Regions from separate parts of the Rattus norvegicus genome. Here region 1 is linked to region 2. A link is a contact called in public Hi-C data. All regions are on one chromosome and are shown on one strand. The core of a region is the stretch at or near the end of the contact, and the rest is flanking DNA. Distances in the headings are between cores, read along the strand shown.

Evidence for each region. A called contact is a pair of places that touch in the nucleus more often than the background predicts.
Region 1: a contact with region 2 is called in a Hi-C map of the A7r5 cell line, with 5 times the contacts expected there. The contact joins the enhancer-like site here to the promoter of Fstl1 in region 2. A contact is called at or near these places in 3 of 12 Hi-C or Micro-C datasets (the A7r5 cell line, Schwann cells and mammary epithelial cells).

The regions. Positions count from the first base shown.
Region 1 is chr11:76,542,128-76,547,084 of GRCr8, reverse strand. No RefSeq gene overlaps it. Among named protein-coding and RNA genes, the nearest start is that of Ndufb4, 25 kb to the left of the region's middle. Within about 2 kb of position 2,309, at least 59 of the 93 cell types and tissues checked have an H3K27ac peak or open chromatin away from gene starts, as enhancers often do. A contact at or near this core is called in the A7r5 cell line and Schwann cells, where this site is marked.
Region 2 is chr11:76,450,501-76,455,419 of GRCr8, reverse strand. Fstl1 (follistatin-like 1) reads left to right here and starts at 1,367. Exons shown (of 11, transcript NM_024369.2): 1 at 1,367-1,454; 2 at 1,595-1,651. The coding sequence starts at 1,595. LOC134481075 (a long non-coding RNA gene) reads right to left here. Exons shown (of 2, transcript XR_010056291.1): 2 at 4,093-4,919.

The DNA of each region.
Region 1 (4,957 bases), core at 1,060-3,559, 91 kb before region 2:
GGTTACTTGGACGATAGTCTCCCAAAAGCATTGAAGAACCTTGGGGGGGGGGCTTGTGAAGCAGACACGGAGAGCGGAAATTTATAGCACCAAACAGTTTACAACCTTGGAACAGGGCTATCTGCTCCATAATTTTCTATATCTGACTGAAGCCTGTCCTCTGCTGGCCATGATCAGCAGGCACCCATTGCAGGGGGAGCTGAGCAGGTTTCTTCTAACATCGTTTTTTTTTTTTTTAATTTGTTTGTTTGTTTTTGTTTTTTGAAACCCTATGACTAACAAGTTAGAAAACGTTACAATCCGTTCAGCTATTGCAACACAGAAATTTCATCTTCTGCAGAGTATCTATCTTTTGCCTCGTTTTTCCCCCCTTTCAACAGAAGCAGAGCTTGACTGGTTTCGGTTGTGAATTTTTCATTGGCAATAAATATTATTTGTGTTATGCAGTGTCTGTCAAGGCCATTCTGCTCCCATGGATTTACAAGTTCCCCAAATCCTCTTCTGTAGTGACAATAGACAGGAGGTATAATTTAGAGGCTGTTAACTTGCCAGAAATTTTGCAAAAGTATCTTACAGACGGAATAAAGGATTCCCTAGAGTTCTGTGGAATATGCTAGCTTTGCCAGATCCCTGCTGAGTGTCAGATGTGTTGGGATCCCACAAACTTATGACAACAACTTTCTGTTTTTTCCCCTCCCAAATCAACACCCTGTCGGTGCAAGCAGATCCAGAGCACAAAAGTCAGCCCTGGAAAGAAGAGGAGTTAGTGTCAGTCAGAGGCTTGCTGGATGATGAAAGGAAAACGTGGAAGTTGGCAGAGGAAGGAGGACAAAGGAAAGGCGGCTACCCGGGTCCTGAGGGATTGAAAAAGCAAGTGGCCATTTCCCTAGGGCTGCACGGCTCCTGGCAATACCCTGAATTAATGGTTGTTTGCCTCTGGTTTAACAAAAGAAAAGGAATCTGGGGTGTTTGCCCAGAGCCTTTAAAAATAACCTCATGCTACCGACCTAAACAATGTTTTAGGGACATTTTATTTTTGCCCCGAGAGAGGCATAGCTCTTTTATGAAAGAAAAGTTGCTTGTTTTGTTTTGGGACTGGTTCTCACTTTGCAGACCAGGCTGGCCTCTGCCACTGTGCCTCTCCCCAGTAAGTTGCTGATTTTTGAAGGAGAGGTTTGGGTTCTGACCTCTGAAGAGAAGAGGGGGGTGGTCATAGGAAGGTCCTTTATGGGGAACAAGCATCCTAGTCGAACATCTGAAAATCTGCCCCTCCTTCACGTGATGCTCATATCCACTGCCTATTGCCCAGTGGTCTCCCTTGCTGACCCAGGACCACTCCCCGCGGGTGTGGCCGCCCCAGTCTATAGCTGCAGACTCCTATCTTGTTCCTGTTGCTCCAGTGCTGTGGGTCCTTCTTTGTCTCTCCCTCAACCGCTGCTCCCGGCCTCTGGACTTGCATTTCCCATACAGAAGTCTCGCCTTTGTGTCCTTTAGGAAGAGCAGGGCTTCTGCCTTGTTTAATAGCAACCTTAAGGAGAGGAGAAGAGGGAGAGAGGCAGGAAGGGAGGGGGAGACAAAGAGGGGGAGGGGAGAGGAAGAGGGGGAGAGGGAGGGGAGGAAGAAAAGGAAGGAAGGAGGAGAGACAGAGAGAGAGAGAGAGAGAGAGAGAGAGAGAGAGAGAGATATTTTTCTATCTCTCAGAGAACATTCTGCTCCTTGCAGGTTTTTTTTTTCCTCTCTCGCAGATCTGAAGACGGAGGGAAGAGGGAAGGCAAGGAGAGCCGGGCGTGCCTTGGCTACTGTGGAGTTGGGTTCACCTTAGGACTTATTTTGGATGGCCTCCAACCTAGACTGGGCAGGCCCACCCCCTAAGCATAGAGGTCTTGTTTAGTACCAGCGTCATATTTGAGGCAAGCAGATGAAAGTCCAGAAAAAGTCCCCCTTTCAGGCATATTTGCAGCACTTACTTGCGCGACACGTATTCAAGAAAAATGTTTGTTCACCCTCCTGCATGCCCTCCCATCAGCATGGGCCCTTCATAGATGCCTCCTCTGGGCCTTAGGACCTTGGCAATCAGACAAGCTCTGGCATTAGGCAGCAGGATTTGGAAAAGCCAAGACCTTGGGAAAGGAAAAAAAAAAGTCTTAAGTAGCCAAAGCTGGGTTACGTAATCCTATTTCTCTTGGGATCCGGATGGTGAGGTTCTTCAGAGTAGCCAGTAGGGGGAGCTCAGGGCGTTTATCAGAACTCCAGCGATCCAATGGTCAGGAGCCAAGTCGAGGCACAAATAAAACAATGAGCCTTTGTGATTTCTCTTTCAGCTCTTAATTCCGAGAGGCTTCAACCAGGACGGCCTGATCCCCACCCTGCGAGCTTCTCCCAGGGCGCCTTAATAGGCTTTCCGGAGTCTGTAGAATCAAACTCCCCGCCCGCCCCCTCCTCCTAAGTCTCAAGTTGGTTTCCCAGGCTCTCTTAGCCTCCCTGCCTTGCTTTTGTCTTCCTCCCTTTCCTGTCTCTTCAGTTTCTTTGTTTCTCTGCACTATCCTCGAGTCACTAGTACAAACTATGAAAAATGTGTGGGGGATGAGCCCACCCCCAGACAGAACTCTGAAATACACCAAAGCCTGGCACTTTGAATACAATCTAAAACATGTTGGTAAGCAAAGATGGCGAAGTCCGCCACCACGTGGCTGTGCGGTCACATCTTTCACGTTATTGTCTTTACATTAAGCGGCCCTTTGCCAACACAAAGCAGCTGTTGGGTGACTTGACTACCTCACTAGCTACGGAGACTGGGTCTTTCAGAGAAGGCACTGCCAGCTTACAACGGTTAACTCCAGTTACTGGCTTTCTGATTTTTGAACACTGGTCTCTCGAACAGTTCTAGAGCATGATGGAATTTTTAGAGTCAGGGACTGTTGTAGTCCAGATAAAAAAAAATGGAAATCTGCCCTGTGCCTCAATCTCCCTTGACCTGTGAGGTTTGGGTTCCCTGGGTGGGTGTGGGCCAGAAGGACTTCCTTTTTCCTTTTGGTTTTGTTTTGAGATAAGGCCTCACATAGCCCAGGTTGGCCTCCTTGAACTCACTAAGTATCTATGGATATCCTCGTGTCCCTGATTTTTGCCTTCTCCTAAGGGATAGGATTAAAAGTATGCACCACACTTCGGTCAAGTACCTATCTTTATTCACAGAAAATTTCTCTTAGGAAAACACTCATTGTATTTCTCTCCAAACTTAAAATTACTGGTGTGAGTGTGTGTGTGTATCTTTGAGGAAAATAGAGATTACATTCTCCCTGGGCTTTTGGGCCCTAGGGAATCTAGAAAACATGGCTAAGAATGTTTGTTAAATGCCAGAAGGTTAGATGACAGTCGACTGGCATAGCTTACCCATGACCAGAAGCTGTTTGGTCTGAAGATTTAAGAGGCACTGTGAAGGGAGGTTCTCTCAAACCTGATGCTGTGGTGGTATGAGCATTGCGGCCTCCTAATTTATGGCCATATGAATTCCATGGCCCCGCCTCCCATTCCAATAATAGTCACGTGAGTCCCTGAGAGGAAGAAACTAATGAGATTGGATAGGGCGCAATACCCTTCAAGTTAGGCATGCTAGCTCCCTCCAGGAACCAAGGCCGGAAGCTGAGGTCTTGTGTAACCGCGTCCTTGCCATGCTCAGTACTCGGTGACTGCTCTTACTCCCTAGTTCCAAAAGCTAACAGGGTAAGTGTAAGATCCAGGTACGAAGTAGAGAGAAATAGGCAATGTGACTCAATCCAACATTAACAGCGCTTCCCGATTGCTTACACTTGCAGGGCCTTGGCGGTCTAGAAAGGCTGAATGAGACAGGTCTGCCGCCGCCCCCCCCCGGGGGGGGGCTTCTCCCATTGCACCTCCTACACCTCACTCAGTGCTACAAAAAAAACAAAACAAACGAACAAAAAACCCCACGCCGTCGTCAGGTAGGCTGCCTCTGCAGCGCAGTCCATGACCGCTCTGACTTCCGGAAGAATAAAAATGAAAGTTACATTGCTTTTTAAATTAAGCTTGGCATCACTCTGGAAACTAACAAAGCATTCCCTTCTACAGACGCGGCCCCTAAGTTAGACAGTGTGCTTGTACGGCCGAGTCAAATGCCGGGGGATTCAAAGATGGCAGTGTTTCTCAGGCAGGGAAGAGAGGCCGGCGGGTCTCTGAGGATAGAGGGGGGGGAGGGGCTCCGTGGAGACTCGGGCACTGTGATATCATTGGAACAGTTGGGGAAAGATGTGATCAGGCAGGCGAGTGGATAAAAACGTGTTTCTAAAATTATGGGGTCTGGGCAAAGTACAGGTAGGGTAAGGGAGCTCATTACAGTTAAATCTTTACCAGGGACTTCCAAGTGGAAACCATGAGGGGCTACTATTTCCCACCTCTAATCAGTAAAAACCAGAGGAAATAAGCAAAAACTGCCAGGGAGGGGGTTGTAAAGGTCAACGCGAGGCTACTTCCAGGTGAGAGGGTGGCCTGGCACCACCTTCCTAGGGGCACTTACTAAAGAATAGAATCTTCATGTTCTGAAACACTGCAGGGGATGGGGGGGGGGGTGACCTCAAGAAGCTCCTAGAGTCCTTTCTAGACTGGAAAGCAAAAGAACCCAGAAGGCAATATCTAGAGAGAAGCAGTCAGAGGAAGTGCTTACCCACCGCCCACCAGTTCACATGCTCTCCCAGTCACCTCTGTATGTTTTGTTCCACGAGTTTGTACTTAGATCTCCCTTACAGAAACTCCGTCTCCAGTGTCCAGACTGGCTACGAAGATTCTCACTTTCCCACACAAACTGTCCCCGGCTCATCTTTGGGTCTCTCTCACAGGGTCATCATCCCGGAGTATTGATGTAACTTCAAATGGGAACCATTTTCACAGGAGTCAGCTGGAGGTAGGGAACAGAAAGGAAGCTGCAACAGAGCACAGTGAGGAG
Region 2 (4,919 bases), core at 118-2,617:
TCCTAAAACTTCAGCAGTAGGCATTCAGCAGAATATTCGGTAGAAGATAAACTATGACATGCTCAGAGCACACCATGAAGCCTGGTGTGATGTGAACAGCGGGGTGTGAGGTAAAGAAGGTGAAGACAAGACGATAAGGTTCGGCCACAGGGTATCATAGGGTGCTTACAAGGAAGGCAAAAAGGTTGGATTTGATGTGGGTGGTGAAAGTGGATGAAGTTTCTCAGTGGACAAAGACATGACACGGTAGTATTTAAACCACAGAGTAAAAGAACATGGCGATTATTTTTCAGCGCGGTCAAGAATGAGTATGCCTGAATCAATCCACGTCAAATGGCTTCGTGAATTTCTGAGTGAGAGCTGAGAGTCTGCAATAGCAAAGTAGACCCGGACACAGAACTGAAGGGCTGCATAGGAGATCTCTGTGAGAAACCGATTAGGCTATGGTGACAGCCCTCCTATGGGAGGGCCTAGGGAGTTTGGAGGCAAGCCTGAACGATCCCTGAGCTGGTGGGAAGTGGGAGTGGGCGACCAGATGTTGGGTCTGAAATGTGTCACACATAGATTTATTCCTGGCCACCAGAGATAGGGAAGCCGGGGCAGGAAAGAGATAGGGGATCAGCACCCTTCTTATAGAGGCGCCACACCTTTGAAGACCTCTGGGGAAATTGGTGGAGATCGGGGGCATAAGTAGGGAGCTTCCCAGAAATGGCAAGGGTTCTAACAGGAACATTGGTGAGGTGGAGAGGGATTAGAGGGGAGTACATAAAAACGTTGCAGAGCAGGGCACTTACCCCCTCTCTCTAGTACACCCACAGTTGAATTCAAAGAAGCTTTCTGCTAACCACCCCATCTTGGGCTCCTGTGCCCACTTCCTTCTTGGGCTATAGTAACACCCTCGCACTCTACTCTCTCCTTTCCCTTTCAGCAAAGAAGGATGGCTCTGGGATGCTCAGGTTCGAGTCCCAGCCCTGGCAAGGATGCCCACTGTGCAGCCCATCCGGTTGCCGCTGCAGTCCGCAGCTAGTTCCTGCTGTCATCCCAGCCGCCGCAGGCCAGCGCCCCTCCCGGGCGTGGGTTTCCGCGGTTTTCCCTGCCTTTGTTGCAGGGACCCCTGAGACATGGACACCCCGTGCCTTCTCTTGAGATATCTGAGGATTCTTGGTGGGGGTCTAGGAGAGGACATGGATGCCTGCGGTGCACGGAGGCTCCTGGGCTCCGGGCGGGGGCCAGGAGGAGGGAGCGCAGCGGGAGCCGCGGGGGCCGCGCTGCAGAAGGGGAGGAGAATGGGGAGGAGCTGGGGGGCCGGCGGGCGGGGAAGGAGGGGTCTTAAGGGGCGGCGAGCCCAGGTCGGACTTCCTCGGCGCCTGGTGATCGGCGACGCTCCCACCTTCGCCTCCAACTCACTGCTTCCATCCTGCCCAGTGTCCTCTCGAGTCCCGGACCCGAGCACGGTGAGCGCGGTGCAGAGGCCGGGTCGCTGCGGGCAACGAGGGTCCTGGGTGGAGGGGACGAATCTGCGGGACCCGAAGAAGTTTCTAGGGTCTGAGCAGGGCCCAGCGCCTTCACTCTCACCCTCTTCTCTCTTCCGCAGATGTGGAAACGCTGGCTGGCGCTCGCGCTGGTGACCATCGCCCTGGTCCACGGCGAGGTAGGTGACCGGTTTCCGGGGTTTGAGCCCCAGCGGCCAAGAGTTCGCCCCAGGGATGCTCCCTGGGGGGTGGGACTGAAGGTCCCCCATCCTTACGCTGGAGTGAGACTCTGGTACGCTCGGAGCAGAAATTCTACCTAACAAACTTAGATCTCGATTCTGAAGTAGTTTGGGCCATAAACTGGAGCCCCACCACGCCTAATATGGAGGGAGGCTGGGGAGTGGGGAGAGGGGACAGACTGGGCGGATAGGGGCAGAGGCGGCGGACAGAGCAGCCTCAGAGTTCAAAAAGGCGCCTCGAATTCTTCTGTTCACTTCAGAGGAAACTGAGAATAGTTATGGACTTTTCTTTCCAAGTCTTTCCTGGTGGGGGAGATTTAAAAGATCTTTTTTTAACAGTAAAATGAAATGTCCTTTCTCCTTCATAGAGTGAGTTGAGATTCCCTGAAGTGCGTTTTCTTCTTCGTAAAATGCCCTGGATTTTTGTTGTTGTCGTTGTCATTATCTGGGCCCCATAAGAGTCTTTTACAATCCAAATTTCCTCTTAAACTCAGTTCAGCAAGTGTGGGAATCTGTGACTCTACCCTTTGGGGGCCTCTGGTTTCCAGTTAAAACATGCAGAGCCTCTCTCTCCTCCTCTCTCTCTCTCTCTCTCTCTCTCTCTCTCTCTCTCTCTCTCTCTCTCTCGTTTTCTTTTCAACTCCAGTGACCTTCCTGAGACACTACAAACAAACCAACAAACCCTATGCGCACAAGCCCCTCCATTAACCCAAAGGTTTATGGACAGAAAATAAACAATTCTAAATTCCCTGAGCTCCAGTCTCCAGAAAAGTGAGGTCAGAAACTAAACATTTGATAATTGTGGCAGGAAATGTGGAAGGAATTAAAACGCATGAGAGAGAAGAAATGGAATGCACATTACAAAAGAAATAGCTCCCTGGTGGGTGGTTTATAGCCCCTCCAAGTTTTTCTTTCACATTACAGCTTAGCCCCACCTTTTGTGTCACAGCTTGACTCTACCCCAGAATTCATCAACGCATACAGTCTTCAGGACTTTAAAACACACACACACACACACACACACACACACACACACACACACACACACGCTCACGCACACGCTCACGCACACTGTACTGCTTTCATTCACTGCATCATTGATTGAGGTAGAAACAGACTATTTTAACTCCTAGTGAAATAAAAGCAGCAAGTATTTATTAGGTAGCTACTACTTGTATTAAGATTCTACTTCAATCATAGGGAAACTGAGTCAGAGAAGTTAATGTAACTTACAAGATAAGTTATAATAGTGAGGGCAAGATTCGAACCCAAGCCGTCTGGCTCCAGAGCCCAGGCTCTGCACACCTCCCGACCCCACTTGCAAACATGAAGACTTAGAACTTCACTAAGTATTTTGTATCACTAGGATCACTTCTGCCATTTCTTTTTAAGCCTTTCAGCCCTGTGAGGTGGGCTTTGTTAGTTCCATTTTACAGAGTTAAGGAAACTCATTAAATTGTCCATGTTCACATAACTAGATCTGGAAGTGGGTCAGTGTGTGTCCAGCTCCCTCTACCTTTCAGGCACTCCTCAAGCCCCGCTTGCTCCCCAGCCATTTTCTCTGACTGGAGGAAATATCCCCAAGTTTTAACCCTGGCTAAAGAATATTCCTCTATCTGTATGATGGACCTCAAAACTGTTAGCGAGTGGCTCTCACCTTTAATCCCAGCGCTTTGGAAGCAAAGGGAGGTAGATCTGTGAGTTCAAGGCCAGCTTGATCTACATGAGTTTCAAAACAGCTAGAACTACACAGTGAGACCCTGAAGATTAAGATGATGATAAAATAACCAGGCAGTGGTGGCACACGCCTTTGTTCTCAGCACTCAGGAGGCAGAGGCAGGTGGATCTCTGTGAGTTTGAGGTTAGCCTGGTCTACAAAGAGAGTTCCAGGACACAGAGAAACCCGGTCTTGAAAAAATAAATAAATAAAAATCAATCAATCAATCAATTTAAAAGAGAGCTACTGTTCTGTGATAGATGAAGTGAAGTCCTGGTTAATTTCACAGCCAGCTTAGGAATTGCGACTTACTTTGTGAAAAGACAGAACCGTTTGCAGAACTAAGGAGTGTGGGGTCTGTCTCCTCAGCACAAGACTGTGGGTCCCAAGGTCTGGGATCAGTTCTAGGTAACCTGCTCCTCACTCCAGCCTGCCCATCCTGCTGCCCAGCAGGGACTAGCTCACCCCAGGTAGTAAGGCCCCTAGCTACAATTTCCTGCTGGAGCTCTATGGAAAAACATTCAGTTCTCAGGCAAAACCTGCAGGGAAAGAGGCAAAGGGAGGTGCTGAGGCATGAAAGCCAGGGGAGCTGGTGCAGAAAAAGAGGACACATGCACAGTGAAGAGGAATCAACGGACAGGAGCCACAGCCGCGCCACACTTCATGACTCCACTTTATTAAGGATTATTATCTTTTAATCAACCAAGCCTTTGTTGCCTGACCTTCCAGATAGCACTTGTTTTAATGCACGTGTTAAATACTACATCTTTACTCATGGATGAAAAAGTAAATTAACCCTCTCCATGGGAGACGTGACTCAGAATACATTTTAAACACTATAGTCGCAGTTAATGACGCTTGCAGTAGAATTTTTTCCCCCTTGTTAACTATAAGAACCTTCAGCAAACACTCAAATATGGTATTTCTAGTCTTTTGGCACGAGTCCATTTTATTAAGATTTAGATCTGCTGCAATCGTGCAAATATTGTCGAACTCTCAAAACCAACGAGACATAGAAGAAAACGTGAATTTTCTTGGTGCTCTTGGCTTTAATTATCAAACCCAAAGATTTATTTCACTTTTTTTAAACGCTGTTGATCGGTTTACAAATTCTGTTGCTTTTTGAAAAGCCCAAGGCCTTTGGAGTCAGCTTTCAGAATCATAGCTGTTCCTTCTTGGGTAAGGGTGGTCGGTATGATCTTAATGTTAGCGTGTACGTTCTATTTGGTTAGGTTTGATAAACTGTTACTAAATCTCACTAAGGGGAAGCATTACATTGTTTCCATATTTTCTATGCTCTGATGCCTGCCACCTCAGAGTACCATTGTGGTTGTTTCCTCCCTTGGCAGTTTCTCTGCTTTACCTCTAGGATGTCCTTGCCGCCAGCCTCCTTCAGAATAATGCCCCACCCATGTGAGCACACGGGCATGCGCTGTTCAGAGCTCTGCACCTGTGCACGGCTCTAGACATACACATGTTGGGCAGAACTAG